2 separate regions of the Gossypium hirsutum genome follow, and region 2 is linked to region 1. The links are chromatin contacts, called in public Hi-C maps. All regions are on one chromosome and are shown on one strand. The core of a region is the stretch at or near the end of the contact, and the rest is flanking DNA. Distances in the headings are between cores, read along the strand shown.

Region 1 (7,018 bases), core at 3,804-6,303:
GTGGCGACTCCATTTTCGTTTTAAAAGTCGACCCCGTTTTTCAAAATAAAAATGGTTTCGACATAGAGTATGTTGGGATTGCTTGTAAAACAGATTTGATGAATTCCTCTTTTCCCCCTTGTGATAAATACCTGTTACTCCTGCCACTTAGTTTCTTGCGCATCCTATCCTTCAAAGATTGGAAAGCCTATTTTTTCCCTCTCTCCACCATGTTTGGAAAGCCAAGTATTTTTCTGGATCTTCAAAAACCTTCACTTTTAGGATTTGTGAAATCTCCCATTTATCCCTAGTAGAAACGTTAGAACTGAAAAATGTGGTAGACTTGTTAAAGTTTATGCATTGCATAAAATTCTCCTCATTTTCCTGCAAAATGTTTTTTTTATGACTATCGCACCTCTAGAAGTTTTCTTTCCAAACAATATACAATCATTTGCAAACATCAAATGAGTTATCTGCGGACCCTTCCTACACAACTTTGCTCCACTAATTTGACCCATATTTAAAGCCCTTCTAATCAAGGTTCAAAGGACTTCGCTACAAAAGAGAAATAAGTAAGAGCTCAAAGGGTCACCCTGTCTCAATCCTTTATTTGGCCTTAAAGTATCACTTGATTCTTCGTTAATAATGATAGAATATGAAATAGAGGTAATATAATGCATTATAAATCCTACCCAAGAACTTGCAAAGCCTATTTTCAGTATAAATTTTTCAATAAAATGCCACTCAAACAATCATAAGCCTTGCTTATATCCAATTTTAGAGCCAAGCATCCTTTCCTCCCTGTTCTCTTTTTTCTAAAAGCCTATACAACTTTGTAGTCTAGGAGTACATTGTCTGTAATAAGTTTGGTAGGCACAAAAGCAGTTTGAGACTCAGCGGTGCATGTTTCAAGAGTCTTTTGTAATCTATTTGTAACAGTCTTCACAATAAGTTTATAAAGCACCATATATAGGCTTATGGGTTTGAAATTTTTTAAGTTTGTAGGATGACTCACCTTTGGGGTTAAAACAATATTTATTCTATTCAAAGGTTCCAAAGATTTACCTTTGATCAAAATATCAAGGCAGAACTGGAAAATATCCTTTCTTATAATGTGCCAGTACTTCTGCTTCAAAAATTTATTCTCCATTGTATTTGGCCGTCAATACTCTATTTGTATCATCACTTAAAAGTTTTGACGTCTGCTAAAATCTGACTAGAATTGTTTTCGCCTCTAGTGGCAAAAATGTTCGAAAAATAAGCTCGAGTAACCTTTTCCATTTCTCCTTGTTCAGTGACTAGAATTCTCTCCTCATTTTGCAATCCGTTAATCTGATTTTGTCGACGCCTTTGTGATGCAAAATTATGGAAAAAATTAGTATTCCTATCACCCCATTTTAACCGATTCGCTCTCGCTCTTTGCTCCTAATACTTTTCCTCTTTGTTAGCCTCCATATTTATATGCAAATTAACATCTAATATTTCTACCAACACGTCACTCGTTCTATCCTGCCTATCCAATTTCTCTAATTTTTTCTTCAACCCCAACGTTACCCTATTTTTTTCTTGCTTTTACCCTATCAGCCCATTCCTTCAAGCCTACCTTCATACATTCCAGTTTATCAATTAGCTCTCTAGAGCTAGAATCCCACAACTTCTTAACTACTGTTTCGCAAGACTCTTTCATGCACCACCAAGCTTCGAATCGGAATTGATTTTTTGCTCTTTTATTTGGCTCTTGATCCGTTTAAATAAATAAAAAGGAAATGATCGAAAAATGAATGAACAAGATGCCTCAGGGAGAAATTCAGGAAATTCTGTATCCAATCCACATTAGCAACACCCCAATTAAGTCTTTCTCTTATATTGGTTTCTGGTAAGTTACCACATTCCCAAGTAAACCATGGGCATGTAAAACCAATGTCCTCCAAGCCACACTCATCCAACGCCCTCCTAAACTCTTTCATTCTTCCCTCATCTATAGGAGCGCCTCCTTTCTTCTGATAATCAAACATAATTTCATTAAAATCGCCACTAACGAGCCATGGAAAAATGTTGAATAGCCCTCAAAATTTTTAATAGCGTCCATGTTTCCATTTTGTTTTTACTATCTGGAGTACCATAAAAATCCATAAAATGCCACACCTGACTATTTGGGGTTTCTTGTATAACCACTTCAATGTGATTTTTCGAGTAGTTTTGAAGGGAAATTAAACAACCCTTTCTCCATCCTAAACATAAGCCACCTCTCGTGCCCTTAGCCGACACGTCAATTCCACAAAAATAACCACAATGTCTTCTTACTCTTTACATTTTCTTCGAATCAAGTTTGGTCTCCATAAAGAAGACGATTTGGAGATTATAAATTTTCAGTAGATGCTGAAGTCTCCGAATTGCCCTCAAATTCCCCAAGCCGCGAACGTTCCAACATAATAGTTTTATGGCGTCCGGTCGACCTGCCAGCTACCGACTCTGTTGGTCTCCTCAATAGACTAGAAAACTTGACCCAGTTGAACGTCCTACCTCAGACCGAGGCCTTTTTTTTTCCGTCCATTAATTTTAATGGAATTTCATATAAGTCTTGGTCCATTAGCTTTTGGGCCTCTATATTGGACTTTCTTCTGGTAGAATTTTGGATTTTGGAAAGTAATCTCATATTAACTCCTCCATTCATGGGGCCAGATTGTGTCTCCCTTAGATTGCTCACTCCTTTCTTATCCATGGTATTTCCATAATTAGGATTTCTACCACCACTGTCTTCTACCAACCACTGACTCCTCCACGCCGCTATTTTTTTTAATTTTGAAAGGTTTATTAAAATTTTTTAAAGATTTTGAAAGGTCTAATTAAAATTTTTACAAATTTAAAGAGCCTAACCAAATTTAAAAAAAAAAAAAACTTAAGAGTTGAATACAATTTTTTTCATTGCTGTGTTGGTAAAAGAATAGGAAAAGAATAGATTGAAAATGATAATTTTACTGTTACAAAAATAGTATTTTATTTTTAGATTATTAATAATATCTCAACAAAATTTTAAATAAATTAAATTTATTAATAAAATAAAAGATTATTATGATATACTATTTGTAAAATATTTAATTATTATAAAATTTTAAATTATTTATATATTTTATTTTTTAATTTTATGTATTTTTATAAAATTTTAGAGTGTAAAAGAGGTAGGTTTACATTTGTCAGAAGGTTTTATTATATATATTATACAAATATTTTATATTTTATTATATTTAAATAATAGATAGTATGTATTAAAAAATTATAAAATAATAAAATATATATATTATATGTTAAATATTTTTATTTTTAAATATTATGTTTAGAATATTTTATTATTATATAGTTTTATTGTGAAATATATTATATAGTTTAATATATTATTTTGTAAAAAATATTTTAATAGCATTTTAGAATTATTAAATAAATTTATTTCATATAAAAATATTATATTTTATATAATTTATATCATAATTATAAAAATATTTTAATAAATTATATTATAATAATTATAAAAATATAATAGGTTTATTTGAAATCCTTGAAGCCCTTGCTTGTCAAAATCCAAAATGTAAACATTGTCTTTTCCCTTAAAAATGATCGCAAGTCCATCTGATTTGACGTTGAAATGAACAAATTTCGAAATTAAGGTTAAGTTTTAAGGAGTATTTGACCAATTCATAATCTCACATTATAGAATAGTGTCAAGATGTTGTGATATAGGGTGTAATTATGAATTGGTCTCAAAGATTTGACCAATTCGTTATTGCCCATTTCTTATGTTATTTTAAATTACGGGCGAAATCTTAAAATTTGGACCAATTTTTCCTTTAAACTTTTTTCTTAAATAAAGTTTAAGACTAATTAAAAATTAAAAAAATATTTTTTTCTTAATAATGAACCAATAGATATCATACATTATAATTACAATTATTATATTTTATTTAATAATTTATTTATTAATATATTAATTATGGTTCTAATTGTAATTATAGTTGTTGCAAGCACTTTTTATAAATTATTATAATTATGATTTATAAATTTATTTCAATATCATATATTTGCTTATTAATATATAAACTATAATTAAACTTGTTAAAAATAAATAAATTCTATAACAAGGACAATTGAGTAAAATATGTTTCTAAGTAATCTTAAATTTGATAAATGAAGCACTTGAATCTTATGTTCTAGCCAAATGAACTAAAAAAAGTAATCTCATAATTTACTCTTAATTCTATTACGAAGCATAATAAAAAATTTGACCAACCAAACATACACTTAATGTAATACAATTGTTTTTTATGTGAAAAATAGAAAGGTATGTCCTCATTTAACACTATAACAAAAGTATAATGGTTTCTTTTGTTGAAAAAGTTGAGTTGTACCAAAAGTGAAACTTTCGCTTGGTCAACATGTTGAAGATCATCTCGAGAGCTGATAACAATGCAAACAAGATTCAGGGGAATGTATGCGCTGTGGGGCAATTGAGGAAATGTAAACACATGCATTGTGTTCTTGGCTTATGTAAAAGACCACAGGATCTACGCTTCCTTTTATTTTGGCTAAATCTTTGAGGCGTGCATTGCAGAGGCTTTGGCAATAGTGGAAGCCATGGAAGTTGCAAGGGAATTGGGCAACTCTTTTATTATCATCGAGGGAGAGCCCTCCAGGTCATCTCTAATCTTCGAGACAACAAACAAGACTGTGATCACAAAAGGCAGAATGTTGATAAAGCAATTCCATATTTGCTGTGTTCAACATGTGAAAAGACAAGCCCACAAATTGGCTAGAAATGGCTTAGTTTGTACCAGAAATGTAATTTGGGTGAACGAACATCCACATTGTCTTCTTGAAACTATAATTGCTAATGCTTTTAATCTTTAAAGAAATGAAGCATATCTTCTTTTTTTTTTATTTAAAAAAAAAAACAAAAAACAGCTTTGGTATGGTCAACAGTTAGATGGCTAATGGAACTGCCTTTAGAAGGAACAAGGTCCCCTAACTTGGCTCTAAATTGGTTGATGAAAATATAAGTATTGTACAAACCCAATTTACCGGGGCCCGCATGCAAAAAAATAAAGGCCCAATTCTTTACAGACCCAAACCCCAAAACCTCTAAAACCCAAGCCCAATACAACAAAAACAAAACCTAAGCAAAAACCTAGCCCCTCTGCTCTAGCGCCGCAAGCAGCCTCGCCTCCAGCAAGGACTCTGATCGCCGCAGGACTCGGAGGGCCTCTCCACGCGTGCCATACTTCCACAATACCTACAAGCACGGACTAAGAGTCCAAAAGAAAAAATATTGTAAAAATAAGGCATTTATCGGGCTATATAAAGCCAAATTTATACACTGAGGAGGGATCGAAAAAATACACAAACAGAAATAGGAAGGAATACTGAGTTTGCAAAGAATATTTCTTTTTTCTTGAAGGTGAATCGTTTTTATTTTTTATTTTATTTTTTTTCATCTATTCTTTTGATTTTTTTTTGTTTTGTAAAATAATAATACAAAAAGAACGAAGGAAACTTACCCGAGAGCGTCGCGCCGTCGCCATCTCCATCGCGATCGGAGCTTTGGCGAGGAGGCCGACGAACGGCGGTGCAATGATGCTAGGGACGAAACCCTAGCAGAGCAAAGGGAGTTTTTTTTTTATTTTTTTTCTTTCTCTTTACAATATGATGAAAATGTTTTTTTTTAAAAGAAAAAATCTGTTTTAAGTAATGAAGTAAAACGGCGCCGTTTCGTCTAAGCCTTGACCCGCGCGGTGACCCGACCCGAAGGGGAAGATCCGCGCGTTTGGCTTCAAAGGGAAAATTGCGCAGTTAGCCCCTCCCTCTTGCAACACGTTTCAATTAAGTCCTGTCTTTTTTTTTAAAAAAAATTGGGACGCAGATTTTAGTTTTGCTACAATTAGATACTTCGCTGTGGCATTTGGGAGGGAAGGAATAATTTCCTTTTTAGTCCCTCATTGTTGCTCGCACATTCGAATTGATACCTTTTATTATTTTTGAATTCGCCCCTATTTTTCGTCATTTGATCGATTTAATCCGTTTTTTTAAGATTGTTTTTTTTTTTATTTTGTGTAATTATTTGTTTTTTTATTGTCATTATATTATTATTACATTGTTTGCTATCATTATTACTACTGTACTTATTATGCATACACGCATATTTTCATATATATATAATATATGTACACATTTTCAATATGTATACTTTTAAGTTTTTATAAAGTTGCATATTTTACGCATACATACTTATTTTATATTTTTTATTTTACTGTCCTTTTTTTTATATATACTATATACTTTATATATATACATAGGCGTTTTATAACATGCGCATGTTTAACATATTCGCGCACCCGTTTCCAAAAATCATTATAAATATTTTTATTATATATATTATACATATATGTGTATTTAAATGTATGCGAATATAAATTTGCATGATTCACTTACGTCTTTATTTTTGTAAATATCTACACAAATACACATTTTTCTTTTGTACATTTTTTATTTTCACATATATATATGCATGTGTTTTATTAGTTTTGATTGATACACTCCATTCCATTTTTTATCCTTGTATAGGCGTATTAAATATATGTGTACACATACTTGCAAGTTACTTGTATAATGTATTTGTATGTATATATTTGCAAATATTTATTTATGCCGTAAATTAGAGGATTCGTATCATATTACATATTAACCTTTTAACATACTCTTTTGAAAATATACTTTGGTTTTAACCATTCATCAAAGTTATTATTTTATTTAAAGGTTTTTGAATGAAAGCATTTTTGGAAGTTCGGGATTTTTGAGGGGAATTGAGCCCTAACGTATTGGGTTCTGATTTACTTTGTCAATCCTAAATGACCGAGAATATTTTTATTCAAAATGCATAAAAAGTCATTTTTAGGAACTTAACCTGTTGTGCCCTAACGTATTGGGTGTGGCATGTTACTTTCTTGGAATGAAGATTTTCGTATAAAATAAAATGGATATTCAGAGTTTGGGG
Region 2 (6,761 bases), core at 1,089-3,588, 71 kb after region 1:
TGGGTTGAATGAATAATTGGTTAAAACGGGGCGTTGCATGTTAAGTGAAACGATGTGTTTTGTTAACCGTTTTTGCCACGTCAATTCTTGTTATTTTTTCTTCCTTTTATGTTAAAAGTGTGGGGAGTGAGTTATGAATTTTTATGAATAGAGAAAACAGATTTTCTCCCTATCTTCTTTTTCTCTCCCTTTCTCTGCTCTTTTCTCTCTTAAAAATTCTACTCGATTTTTGAGTGTTCAACAGAAATTGACGAGAACGAGCTACACTCTAAAGCAACAAAGCTCTCACAGAACAAAGATGACCGAACAACCAAAAAGAAGATGAAGCTTAATCGCTTAATAGTTACAACTCCCAAGAAACGAACATGGCTCGACACCTTTCACCACCAATAGCCAATAACGCCACCACCACAATCATTTCCTTCATAATACGTCACCACTACGAAACCAAATAACGACGAAAAAGCAATAACTACCACCGTCCAAGTATTCGTTAAAGAGGAACATAGATGGACACACGCAAAGCCACCACCAGTAGAGCCACAAAAGCACGAAGGTGGAAAAACAAGAACACAAATCACCCGAATCTTTAGAGAGAAAATTCCAAATTCCCGCTACCAGCCCTCCGATACTTTATATCCTTTTAGATGAAAAAGATAAGGGTTTTTTGTTAAAATTATTTTCAGTTTTTAAAATAATTTTTAATTATATCTTTTTCCAAAATTTAATGACTTTAAATATTTATATTTTGAGGAGTTTTTTTTTAAATTTTTTTTCAAATTTTATTGGTTTTAAATATATATATAATTTTGAGAATTTTTTTTAAAATTGTTTATATATTTTTGAAGTTTAAAATATATATATATAAATTTTTTAATTTTTATATATTTATTATTTCATATAAGTTTTTTTAGAATCAAGATTAAATTGACATAATATTTAAATATTAAAGGCTAAATTTATTATTATAACAACAAAAAATAGATAATGGGGTGAAATTAATAAATACTAAATTGCTTGATTCTTTTTTGAAAGGTCAATTTACTTAATATTAAAATTAAAAAAATAAAAGAAAGTTTTTTTTTACCTTTTTAATCAAATAATTAATATTAATAATTCAACTTTTACTTTTCGTTTAATATATATAGAAGTACTTAAAGTTGGCAACTTGTACCTAGTTGGTATTTAAGGTTTTTTTTGACTTAATTGATATTTAAGCTTGAAACCCATGAGTTAATTTAGTATTTTTTTAAGTATCTGATTAACATTGTTAAAATATGCCGACGTGACACTAACGACTAATAGCATGATGACAATCTCACATTTTAAAATATAAAAAATTAAATAACAACTAAAAATAAATTATCAAGTTCAGATATCTTCGTATATGTTAATTCGTATTATAACCACATAAAAAATTATTTTTTAATTTATAAATCAGCTGTAGAGGCTTACTTGTAGGCTAAACCTATGATGACTAAATTAGATAAAAAAGTAAAGAAAAAATTGACTAATAATCTTAAAAAAATGAATCGCTTTCTCATCATCTATAATTAAATTTCTTCATTTCTCTGTTACATTTAACACAACACAAGCTAACAAAATTACACTTTTTTATTTTAATTGCTTTGAATTATATCTTCACACTTTTCCAAAATTATCAAGTTAGCCCACTTTGTGATAAACATGTCAACTTTACTATTATTTTTACATATATATTAAAAAAATATAATGATTTATTTGGCCTTATAATTTTATAAAAAAATTAATTTAGCATTTCATTTTATTTTTTATTTTTTAACCCGCTTTTTTATGTCAAATTATTCAAAATGAATGAAAAATTAATATTTTTTAATTTTATTGATGTGGTATTCACATGGATAACATGTAAACATTTAATTAATTTTTTAAAATTTTAAAAATTTTAAAAAAATATTTTAAAAAATAAAAATTATTAAAAAAGTATAAAAAATATTTTTTAATGTTTTAAAGTTTTAAAAATTAATTAAATATTAACATGCCATTAACGTAGCAATTCACGTATAGGCTACGTCAATAAAATTAACAAACCTCATCAATTTTGAAGTGATTTAATAAAAAAATACAAATTTAAAAGTAAAAAAGAGACCTTAAAATGATTATTATGTTGGACTGTTAACTTTTACTAATTTTTATTTGAATTACTATTTTTTAATAAATTATTTAATTGGATTACTCCTTTAATTCTTGTAAATCTGGTGGAAATATAGAAATTAATTGATTAAATTAGCTACTAAAAGTTTCGACCAACAGGAGCATCGTATAGACCTGGAAGTTGAAAAGATGTTTTGTCTGAGCTTATCTTTGTCTCACTATTTTCATATAAAATATAGAGTCTTCCACTCCACTACAAAGGTATAAGTCCCACTACTCTCACTTTATTATATAGTAATCACTCTTCTTTATAAATTTCCCCATTTCCAATCAGACAACTAAAAGGGATTCGTCCCCATGGCGGCAACCGGACCTTCTCTGTTTGTCGCCAGTCCGTTAGTGACGTCAACGGCCGGAAACTCGGTGAGGAACCGGTGCTTAAGCTCATTTCGAGCGATGGCGGTGTCTGCAGATCAGAAATCGTCACCGGCGACGGTTGCAACGAGGTCAACGGAGAAGGGAAGATGGTTGGAAGAGAAGAATAGGAAGGGAAGGAAGGAAGAAGAAGAGTTAACATCGAATATTTACTCGAATCCTCAGGAAATAACCGACGAGAATGGAAACACGTTGAGAGAATATTTCCAAGAGTGCAAAGATTTGATGATCCAATCAAAGGCAGGGCCGCCACGGTGGTTTACTCCTTTGGAGTGCGGGTCCCATGCTCCTGATTCTCCTCTCCTCCTCTTTTTGCCTGGTTTGAATTTCTTTTTCATTTTTTTTTTGGAGTTTTTGATAAGGAAATCATAGCTAGCTTTTGTCATTAACTTTATAATAAAGCTATCAACTTTTTTGAAAATGAAATTCATATTATCAACTTTTATTTTTCATTTTTATTAAATTTGAACGTTAATACAGGGATTGATGGCATGGGGCTTGGACTTTTTAAACATCATCATAAACTGGGAAAGTAAGTGACACTTTTACTCTTTTTTTTTTTTTGGTAAACCTTTTTTCTGAAGTTGAATTGAATTTGATTTTTTTAAAAAAAATTATTGAATGAAGGATTTTCGAAATTTGGTGTTTGCATATTCCAGTAACGGATAAAACATCATTTACAGGTAAAGATCCGGCCTTTCATGCATATGTTGAAAGCATATATTCCTAATCCTATGTACTTTCTGTCTTTAACTTTTCAACATAATATAAAGCAGACATTATCATTACTTAATGACAAATCTTACCAAGTAAATTCAAACTATACTTTACTACCCTTTATTATAAAGTTTTTGATTCATGTTGAAATTTTTCTTATTTTTATCAACTTGATTATTTCAAGTACTTTGGTAAATAGCTTGTAAATGGCTCAGAATTTGATTTTTCAAAATGTACTAAGCAAAATGCTAATGCCAAGTTGATCATAGTGTCTCTTTATATATAAAAAGGACCATTAATATCCTGTTTTAATATTGTTACATTTTGATTCTGTTCTATTTGCATAATTTGTTTATTTTCCTTAGATCTAGTGAAGCTGGTTGAAAGAACAGTAAGGTCCGAGTACAAGAGATCACCAGACCGACCAATTTATATTGTTGGAGAGTCTCTTGGAGCATGCATTGCCTTAGATATTGCTGCTCGTAACCCTGATGTTGATCTTGTGCTAATTTTGGCCAATCCAGGTGCAAACTTTTGCTGTTATAATACTGTCCAATATAAAAATAGGATTGATTTTGGAACCTGAACATAACAGATTTACATTGTAAAGGAATAGTAAGAGGTGGATACAACAGAGATGATAAGATGTACTTTAAACCCCAGAAAACTGGCTAAAGCGTGATGTTGATCGTTGCAATACAATTAATAGTGTTTGCTGTCTCGTTTATGTTCTGTTTGCAGCTACATCATTTAGCAGGTCACAATTACAATCTCTAATACCTGTACTGCAAGTCATGCCTGATCAACTCTCGTTGTACTTCTCTTACATGCTGAACTTGGCATCAGGTTTGGAGGCTTTTCTTTAAATTCCAGTTTGTTGGCCTTGATACTTACTTGAGGCTGAGGTGTATAACTTGTTCTATTTAGTCTAACAGCCTTAAAAGCATAATGTTAATGACTTTTTGTTGAAAACAAATAAAATAACGATATTTTAGCATCACTTTTGGTAGATCTATTATTCTTATTGCTGATCAGAAATAATTAAGAATGTTGGTGAGATGTGAGCAATGGTATCTGTTTAGGTGATCCTTTGAGGATGGCCATCGAAAATGTGGCAAAGGGACTTATGCCACACCAAATTGTTGGAGAGCTAACACAGGATCTGGTTGCAATGTCGTCTTATCTCTGTGTAAGATTCATTTATGAAACATTAATGCTGGAAGTACTATTTCAGTTGACATTTATTGTGTTACTTCCACATCTGCATTATTTTGTTGCCAAAATGTATATGGAGATGATAGTTTGAATATGCTTTTATCTTTGAGGATACAACTTTTCATTCATAGAAAAGATAATAGCTTCACATAGTTTATGATGCTCATGCTCTGCATTTCACCTAATGTATTTTCATTTTGGTGCAAAAAGAATTGACAATTTAAGTCTCAGGTTCTGGCTGACATGTTACCCAGGGAAACACTTCTCTGGAAGCTACAAATGCTTAAATCTGCTTCTTCATCTGCCAATTCACATCTCCATGCTGTAAAAAATCAAGCATTGTTGCTTTGCAGGTCCTTAATTAGTCATCAACTCCATCCATTGATCTTTTTGTTAATATTCTTGCCTAGTTTATGGCCCCTATTGTGATAATGGCTGGTGTTTTCTATTTTTTGGTATAGTGGGAAGGATCAGTTGTTTCCCAGTGAAGAGGAAGCTCAAAGACTGTACCACATGTTGCCTAAATGTGAGAAACGCGTGCTTGAAGAAAGCGGGCATTTTCTCTTCTTAGTAGGACTCTCTCTCTCTCGCTCTCTCCCCCTCTCCCTCTCATGTTTTGTAAATAATCAGCAGCATGAAAATGGTTTTGATGGAAACGTAATTTGGGTAAGAAAGAGGTTAAATAAAACTGAAGACTAACTAAGATGAATAAGTATCATTTGTTTACATAGTAATGCAGGGTCTTGAAACAATATTTTGCTTGAAATATCATTTCTCAACCTATTCTGAAAATGCATCATATTTTTGCTCATTCATCGCAGGAAGACGGTTTTGATTTGGTAACAGCCATCAAGGGTGCTAGTTTCTATCGCCAAGGAAAATACCTTGACTACGTGTCAGATTACATACCACCCACACCTTATGAATTTAAGAAAATATATGAATCAAACAGGTAATAATATATCCTATGGCAAAAATTTTATGCAAATTGCATTAACAGGAATAAACCATGGGTGATTCTAATTGGAAGAATGACATTTTGTTTGTCTGGGGTATGTAAAAGTTGATGGTTGGAATTGTTTGTTCTATAAGTATTTACTTTTATTTGTATAGTATTTATGTATGTGTTTTTATATTGGTAAAACATAACAAGATATTTAATTAAAGTATATATACCCCAAGATTCAATGCCAGGATCTGTTACTGTCGATCCCTATGTTTTTGCTTGATGCAGATATGATCACACTGGCAGTTCCCAATTCTAGTATATTTTTCGCTGTGTAAGCACATTAACATTTAATACTAACTACAAAGTATTGTTATTCCTAGATGGGTACTTGCTGTTACTAGTCCTGTGATGCTCTCAACTTTAGAGGATGGCAAAGTGGTGAGGGGCCTGGCTGGAATCCCCTCAGAAGGACCAGTCTTGTATGTTGGGTATCACATGTTGCTGGGATTTGAATTGGCTCCCCTAGTGCTTCAGTTTCTCATGGAGAGAAATATTCTTTTGCGAGGGATAGCCCATCCGATGATGTTTACTAGAGCCAAAGAAGGCAGAATGCTTGATCTAGGTTCATTTGACACATATAGACTAATGGGTGCAGTTCCTGTGTCTGGATCCAACTTCTACAAACTTTTATCTTCAAAGTCTCATGCCTTACTGTATCCTGGAGGTGTTCGTGAGGCTCTTCATAGGAAGGTAGTTTACATAACACTTCATAAGGACGTTTATCTGAAAAATAGATTTAATGCTCGCCTTGATCAAAGTTCAGGCTTCTAATACAAAATTGAAAATTCAACAATTGTACTTTTACCATATCTTTAATTTCCTCATACATACAAGTTCGATGCCTCTGTTATGAATTAAAATTAATGACTGTCATGGGGTAGATAGACTTTGAAGATAAAGTGCTGATGAACTTGGCATTTGTTTGTGTTCATTGCAAATCACCAATGCTGGATGAATTTCTTAAGATTTGAAGGGCTGAGATACTCGGCAATGCTGAACTATACATTTTTTTTTTCAGGGAGAAGAATACAAGTTATTTTGGCCGGAACAGTCGGAGTTTGTGAGGATGGCATCTAGATTTGGAGCCAAAATTGTACCTTTTGGCGTGGTAGGAGAAGATGATGTTGGTGAGGTGAGCCTGACTCATTTATTGCACCATATGCATAACTTTCTAAGGCTAGTGTCTACAGTAGCCTATTATTTTGGAGAGCATATGAAGCATTTGGTCTTCTAGAGCAATTCTAGTTAAACA

The links. A called contact is a pair of places that touch in the nucleus more often than the background predicts.
Region 2: a contact with region 1 is called in a Hi-C map of leaf, with 3 times the contacts expected there. The contact joins the promoter of LOC107941770 here to the enhancer-like site in region 1. A contact is called at or near these places in 4 of 34 Hi-C or Micro-C datasets (hypocotyl and leaf).

What each region holds. Positions count from the first base shown.
Region 1 is chrD09:256,183-263,200 of Gossypium_hirsutum_v2.1, forward strand. No RefSeq gene overlaps it. Among protein-coding and RNA genes, the nearest start is that of LOC121221077, 24 kb to the left of the region's middle. Within about 2 kb of position 5,054, at least 1 of the 9 cell types and tissues checked has an H3K27ac peak or open chromatin away from gene starts, as enhancers often do. A contact at or near this core is called in leaf, where this site is marked.
Region 2 is chrD09:329,828-336,588 of Gossypium_hirsutum_v2.1, forward strand. LOC107941770 (acyltransferase-like protein At3g26840, chloroplastic) reads left to right here and starts at 2,339. Exons shown (of 14, transcript XM_016875374.2): 1 at 2,339-2,887; 2 at 3,049-3,100; 3 at 3,196-3,251; 4 at 3,651-3,809; 5 at 4,027-4,131; 6 at 4,368-4,474; 7 at 4,732-4,853; 8 at 4,962-5,070; 9 at 5,322-5,452; 10 at 5,830-6,199; 11 at 6,528-6,641. The coding sequence starts at 2,491.